Linked DNA regions of Mus musculus: region 1 is linked to region 2. Evidence: chromatin contacts called from public promoter capture Hi-C data. All regions are on one chromosome and are shown on one strand. Each heading gives the region's core, a stretch centred on a gene start, on an enhancer-like site or on the middle of the called end of the contact. The rest is flanking DNA. Distances are from core to core; before and after follow the strand shown. Region 1 holds the start of Aqp9 (aquaporin 9). Region 2 holds the start of Lipc (lipase, hepatic).

What was found. Capture Hi-C pulls out chosen DNA fragments and counts their contacts.
Region 1: a contact with region 2 is called in a promoter capture Hi-C map of liver. The contact joins the promoter of Aqp9 here to the promoter of Lipc in region 2. A contact is called at or near these places in 2 of 39 promoter capture datasets (both in liver), 8 of 484 Hi-C or Micro-C datasets (the G1E-ER4 cell line, erythroblasts, liver and 2 more), 1 of 115 datasets of contacts at active chromatin or transcription factors (embryonic stem cells) and 2 of 9 other capture datasets (liver and pancreatic islet).

What each region holds. Positions count from the first base shown.
Region 1 is chr9:71,161,994-71,164,779 of GRCm38.p6, forward strand. Aqp9 (aquaporin 9) reads right to left here and starts at 1,296. Exons shown (of 6, transcript NM_022026.3): 1 at 980-1,296. The coding sequence starts at 1,090.
Region 2 is chr9:70,933,309-70,936,088 of GRCm38.p6, forward strand. It overlaps Lipc (lipase, hepatic), which reads right to left and starts at 1,500. Exons shown (of 9, transcript NM_008280.2): 1 at 1,168-1,500. The coding sequence starts at 1,252. The region is part of intron 2 of Gm32017 (a long non-coding RNA gene); the gene reads left to right.

The sequences.
Region 1 (2,786 bases), core at 46-2,545, 230 kb after region 2:
CTGTCCCATTTTAAAAAAAGCCTGAGGCCAGGGCTCACACCAGTTCAGAAAGTAGCAATAGTTTCTGGTCTCTGTTTTATTCTTTGTTTTGTTTGTTTTCATAGCTGAGCCAATCTCTTTTTGAGATTCTTAGGCCTGTCCATGTTTAACTCTATGAAGTTCAATTTAAAGACCTTGAGAGATTTGCTCAAGTCAAGTTCAATCAAAAGGGAGAAATTATATGAAACCAACACAAGGCTACACACACACACACACACACACACACACACACCATACTAACCCCAAGTTCTGATTTACTAAGTAGGTCCGGTGAGATGACTCACGAGATAAAAGTCCCTGTTGCCGGGCCTGATGACCTGAGCTCCATCCCTAGAGTCCACATGGTGGAAGGATGGTGGAAGGAGAGCTGACTCCAGCAGGCCATTTTCAGATGCACTTGTGTGCATTGGTGCACACACATAAATAAATAAATAAACAAACAAACAAACAAATAAATAAAACTGCCAGGCCATTTTCAGATGCACTTGTGTGCATTCGTGCACACACACAAATAAATAAATAAATAAATAAACAAACAAACAAACAAACAAAACTGCCAGGCACCTCTCTTGGCAGCCTGTTCCACGCTATCTATTGACCATTAATGTTTGTTTCAGATGACTCAGTCACCAAATGGGAAGCAATGTCTAGCAACTCTTTCATCATAAAAGCCACTTTGAGACATTTTAAAATGAAGAAGTACTCCCCTTCCCCCTTCTCCACTCCTATCAACTGTCTTGGCTACACGTTAAGAGCGAACGAAGCTCTTAATGGTCACCAAATAGTCAAGTAACCTAGAAAGTGACTTGCTGCCTCCTAGAAGGGACTGGAACTGATAATCAGGGAAAACAAAAAAACAAACGCCCTGCTCCAGACGCCTGGCAGCCAGGAAGGCGGGGTTAGGTCTGAACTGGGAAAATGGAAATCGAGCAATACTCACAATCATTATAAAGGTGCCCAGGAACTCAGAGAGTGTCTCCTTAGCCAGACAGCTCTTCAGGGCCAGCCTCTGCACGAGGTTCTTCTTGGCTCGGTCCTTCTCAGAAGGCATCTTGGGGTTTCTGCCAGAGGTAAGCTTTCCACCAAGGTCTGCTCGCTCAGTTTCCTGCCTTCACTACCACATGAAAACCAAACCAAACAAAAAAGAATTTTAAAAAAACCAAGCTCACTTAGCTCTGCACGGATCTCTGGAGGCGACTAAAGAGATACCTGACTGTGTCAGAGAGCCTGTCCTAATTAGGAACTGTGACTTAATCCTTGTCTGCCTCTGCTGTCAGCCCCTCCCTCCCTCCCAGCTCATTGCTATTTGTTTGCATTAATGAGTTATAATTCCAAATCCTCAAAATGACTCTTTTTGTACTTGACAGATTAATCATTACCTTTATTCTCTGTTCTCTGGCTACTTTTTCTCTGTTGGCTTTCTTTCTTTTTTTTTTTTTTTTCCAGGAGATGAGAAAAGAGATGCTACGTTGGTTGGGTTGCCAAACCAGAGATGGGCCTTGGTCCAGAAGAGATTTACCTGTTACACAACTTCAGCCTTCTGATGATTTGTTTTCTCCTATTCGGAAGTGGGCAGTTTGGGTGTAATTTAGAATAGTTCAATCAGGTATAGACACCTTCACTGTGAACATTCTCTCCTGAAGGTTTTCTTCCAAACTGGAGAGTGTAAGGGAAAGAGACTAGGCTGGCTCTAGTAGTGCCTCGGGGAGTTCATGGGACTGCTGGAGTCTTTCTGAAGGGCTCCAGAAATAACTAAATTAACTTATGGAAGGGCAGTTTAAAGGCTCCGAAATGTAAGTTTATGGGGCATTGGGTTAGTGCTGCCTTTAATCCCAGCGCTGGGGGTAGGGTGGGGGGTGAGGTGTGTGTGTGTGTGTGTGTGTGTGTGTGTGTGTGCAGAGACAGGTTGATCTCTGTGAGTTCAAGGGCCCAGCCTGGTCTACATGAGTTCCAGGACAGTTGGGGCTATATAGAGAAACCCTGTCTTGAGAGGAAAAAAGGGGGGGGAGGAGGGAGGGAGGGAAAGAGGGGGGAGGGGAGGGGAGGGTGTTAAGGTGTTTATGGGACAAGATGGGAACTCCCTCTTGTTCACTGAAGTGGTCTCCCTATCTGGTAAACAGAGTTTAGGATTCAAGAATCAGAAAGATAGAGAAAGCAGAGGACTGGAATTCTAGCCCTCTGACCAGTCAATCCCATCCCAGTTAAAGAAGAGAGGAGTAACTATGCCCCACTAAGGTATCTAGTTTAAATCTGATGAATTAACATCCTCACAGGCAACAGACTACATCTTATAATAGCTTCTTGACCTGATCAATAAGCAAGCCCTGATTTCCAAAGCTGGTTTGTCTGAAAAGACGGAATTGGAGGCAGTAGTCTCTAAACACCCCCAGGCAGTCCACTGACTTGAACCCATGCTATGCTCCCTCCCTCCCTCCCTCCCTCCCACCCTCCTTCCCTCCCTCAGAGCAGCCTGCCCAGTTCCCAGTCTTCTTTGGGGCCCTCCTCTACCTTTGCAGGAGGCCCTCAATCATTTCCAGCTGAGGAGGCAGGCTGGAAGGGGTGAGGGGAGGCTGTGAGCAGAGCAGCTGGGAAGAGCCCAGAGGCAGGATCAAACACCTAAGCTGCAGGTAAAGTTTACAGTTCAGACCGAAGAGGTCAATACTATAAATTTAAAAAATAAATAAATAAAAAACAATCTAGCATTTCGACTTTAATTCCTGATTAAATGGTCATGATGAGGATGTAGC
Region 2 (2,780 bases), core at 250-2,749:
GGGATGCAGGGATGGTTCAATATACGGTAATCCATCAATGTAGTCCACTATATAAACAAACTCAAAGAAAAAAACCTCATGATCATTTCATTAGATGCTGAAAAAGCATTTGACAAATTTCAGCATCCTTTCATGTTAAAAGTCTTGGAAGAACAGCAATCACACTTAACCATTGAACCATCTTTCTAGTTCATCCTTGAGGAAAGAAAAGTTTAAGTCTCCGGTGGATATAGATGCTCAAGTCTGTGACCTCAGTGCTCCTCAGTGCTCAAGAGGATCTCAATGTCGACCCTAGCCTGGGTTACACAGACCCTGTCTCCAAATCCATCCATCCATCCATCCATCCACCCATCCATCCATCCATCCATCCATCCATCCATCCATCCATCCATCCATCAAAATTTTAAACATTCTAGGCCAGCAGATCTTCATGACAATGGGCACAGAAGCAAGGTTCCAAACCCCTGTCTAATTTGGTCAAGTTGTCCAGTCAATCCTACCATTTACTGATCTAACACGCCATTCAGCCAGGAACCTGGACCCCATCTGCCTGGCAGGGCATGGAAGTCTATCCTTGGCCATCACTGTAGTTTATAAAGCCATGGACTAAAAAGACTGATGGCGGCGGCTCCTTCAGCTCAGGAGAAAAGCTTTGCCAGAAAAATGTAAAGACTAGGAAACATGCGAATGACATCTCTGCTTTAGGCAGGACTAGAAACAGGACTCAGATTCCCTTCTCTTGGGAGAGAGCAAGGCGATTTCACAACCCCAATAGGACAGAGCGTTTGATGGCTCCCAGATGACAAATTAGAATTCAAATGAACTTTAAGGATGATCCCAAGTCTTTCAGGTCATTGTCTTTCAAGTCTTTCAGGTCATTGTCTGCTGAAAAAAAAACTTTTCCCATGGTGTCCATATGACACCTGTAAGAGGCCACACTGCCCGTTACAGGGGCTTTTTTTTTTCCCTGTCATCTACTCTCATCTACTCTTTTTGAAAATACGGTCCCTTTTACAAAGTGCTACACAGCTCTGGGTACCTTGGGAGCCACTCATAGAACCACTTCATGAGCTCTGAAGCAGATCCCATCCCAATGTCAATCTCTGCAACACAGTCAAGACCAAAAAAAAATTCACGGCCATTTCTAGAGAAAAGATAAACACTTACCTGTTCCCACGCCTTGTCCACAAGCACTTGATTGGATAAAGATGCAGAACACCAGGAAAATGGAGATTTGGAGGGGATTTCCCATGTCTCTGGCCTCACCTGGGGTCTGAGGTCTTCTTGCTAATGTCTAGAACTAAAGAGACCAGAGTGCTTCTTGGTGCTCAGCTGGGGAAGGCCCCCATTAATTATTAACCTTAAAACACGTTACCTAGAATTTAAACACTTTCTTTACCTTCTCCAGTCCAAATCTATCAATATCTAGATTGACCCACAGAAGCACTTTTTATCTCGATAAGTTTTGGAAATAAAACACCTCGCCAGGTCTTCTTTCCTCTTGAGCCAAGCTCATAGTTCAGAATCAATCAATTGAGAGTCAGTGTGCTGTGTTTGGACATTTGACCAAAGGTCAGCTGGGTGACCTCTGTATTATTGCCTGCTTTACCGCCCCCCCCCATAGTACTTGAATGGGAGGTAGTGTCGTGGTCCTGGTCTTTCTAGTCGCATGCCAATCCCAAAGAGAGATGAAAGCCCCCACCCCCAGGGACTCTGCTTCCTGTTGAGTTCAGCCATGTTTCTGGCACCTGTGGTGTAATTGTGATGGGGCAGCATGTCTTATAGCTGAAAGAGGAGCTGGAGCCTGGTGAGGTCAGGTTAAGAAGGAACTGGGTGAGAAGCAAAGACCAGAGTCTCGCTGAGGGCCCCGTTGAGAGATACCCCAGGATAAATGCACTCACTGGGTTAATTAATGTCCAGCCAAGAGTAGAGGGCTGTGAAGCAAGGTCATTCAGCAAAAGCAGGCAAGAAAGGGTGTGATGTGCAGCTCTTGCAGAGTTCTTGGCTCTCTAGTGTGATTTAAATTTTGTTGTTGTTGTTGATTTAGTATGGACACACTGAACAAATAAATGCTGTGTGTTGAACACCACTGTGTACCAGGCGCTGTTGTTGGCTTTAAAGAATAGTTAAGTGAATAAAGTAGGCAAGCAGTCCAGTCCTTGTGGAGTTTACGTGCCGTGGGCAATGTGGGCATGAGAAGGATTATATGGTAGAAAGCAGAGATGCATGTTTGAGAACTATTTGGCTGGGAATATAGCTTAGTTGGTAGAGTGCTTGCCTAGCACGCATGAAACCCTGGGCTGGATCCCTAGTATAGTGGCTTTGGTGGCACATGCCTATAGCCCCAGCATTCAGGAGGAGGTGGGAGTGTCAGGAGTTCAAGGTCATTTCTGACTCCACAGTGAGTTCAAAGTCAGCCTGTGCTAGATGACACCCGGCAATAAAAAAATAAAGTACAAATAAAGAAATACCAGGGGTGATGGAGAAGGCAGTGGTTTAAACAGAGTGGTCAGAGTGAATCTTGCTTGGAAGTTGTACCTGAAACCAAGGCTTGAGGGGAGTGAAGGGGCCAGTCTGCGGGGAGAAAGACTTTCAGACAGTTAAGGCAAAGGTCCTGAGATTGGAACATGTTTGGTGTGTTCCAAGAACAGAAAGATGGCCCGTGAGCAGGGAGACTCCTCTGAAGGGGGTACAGAAAGGACTCAGACATATAGAACAAAGGAGCAAATAATTTGATCTGTGTTGTTTTGCATGTGAGCAAGGCTAAAGAGGAGAGCTGA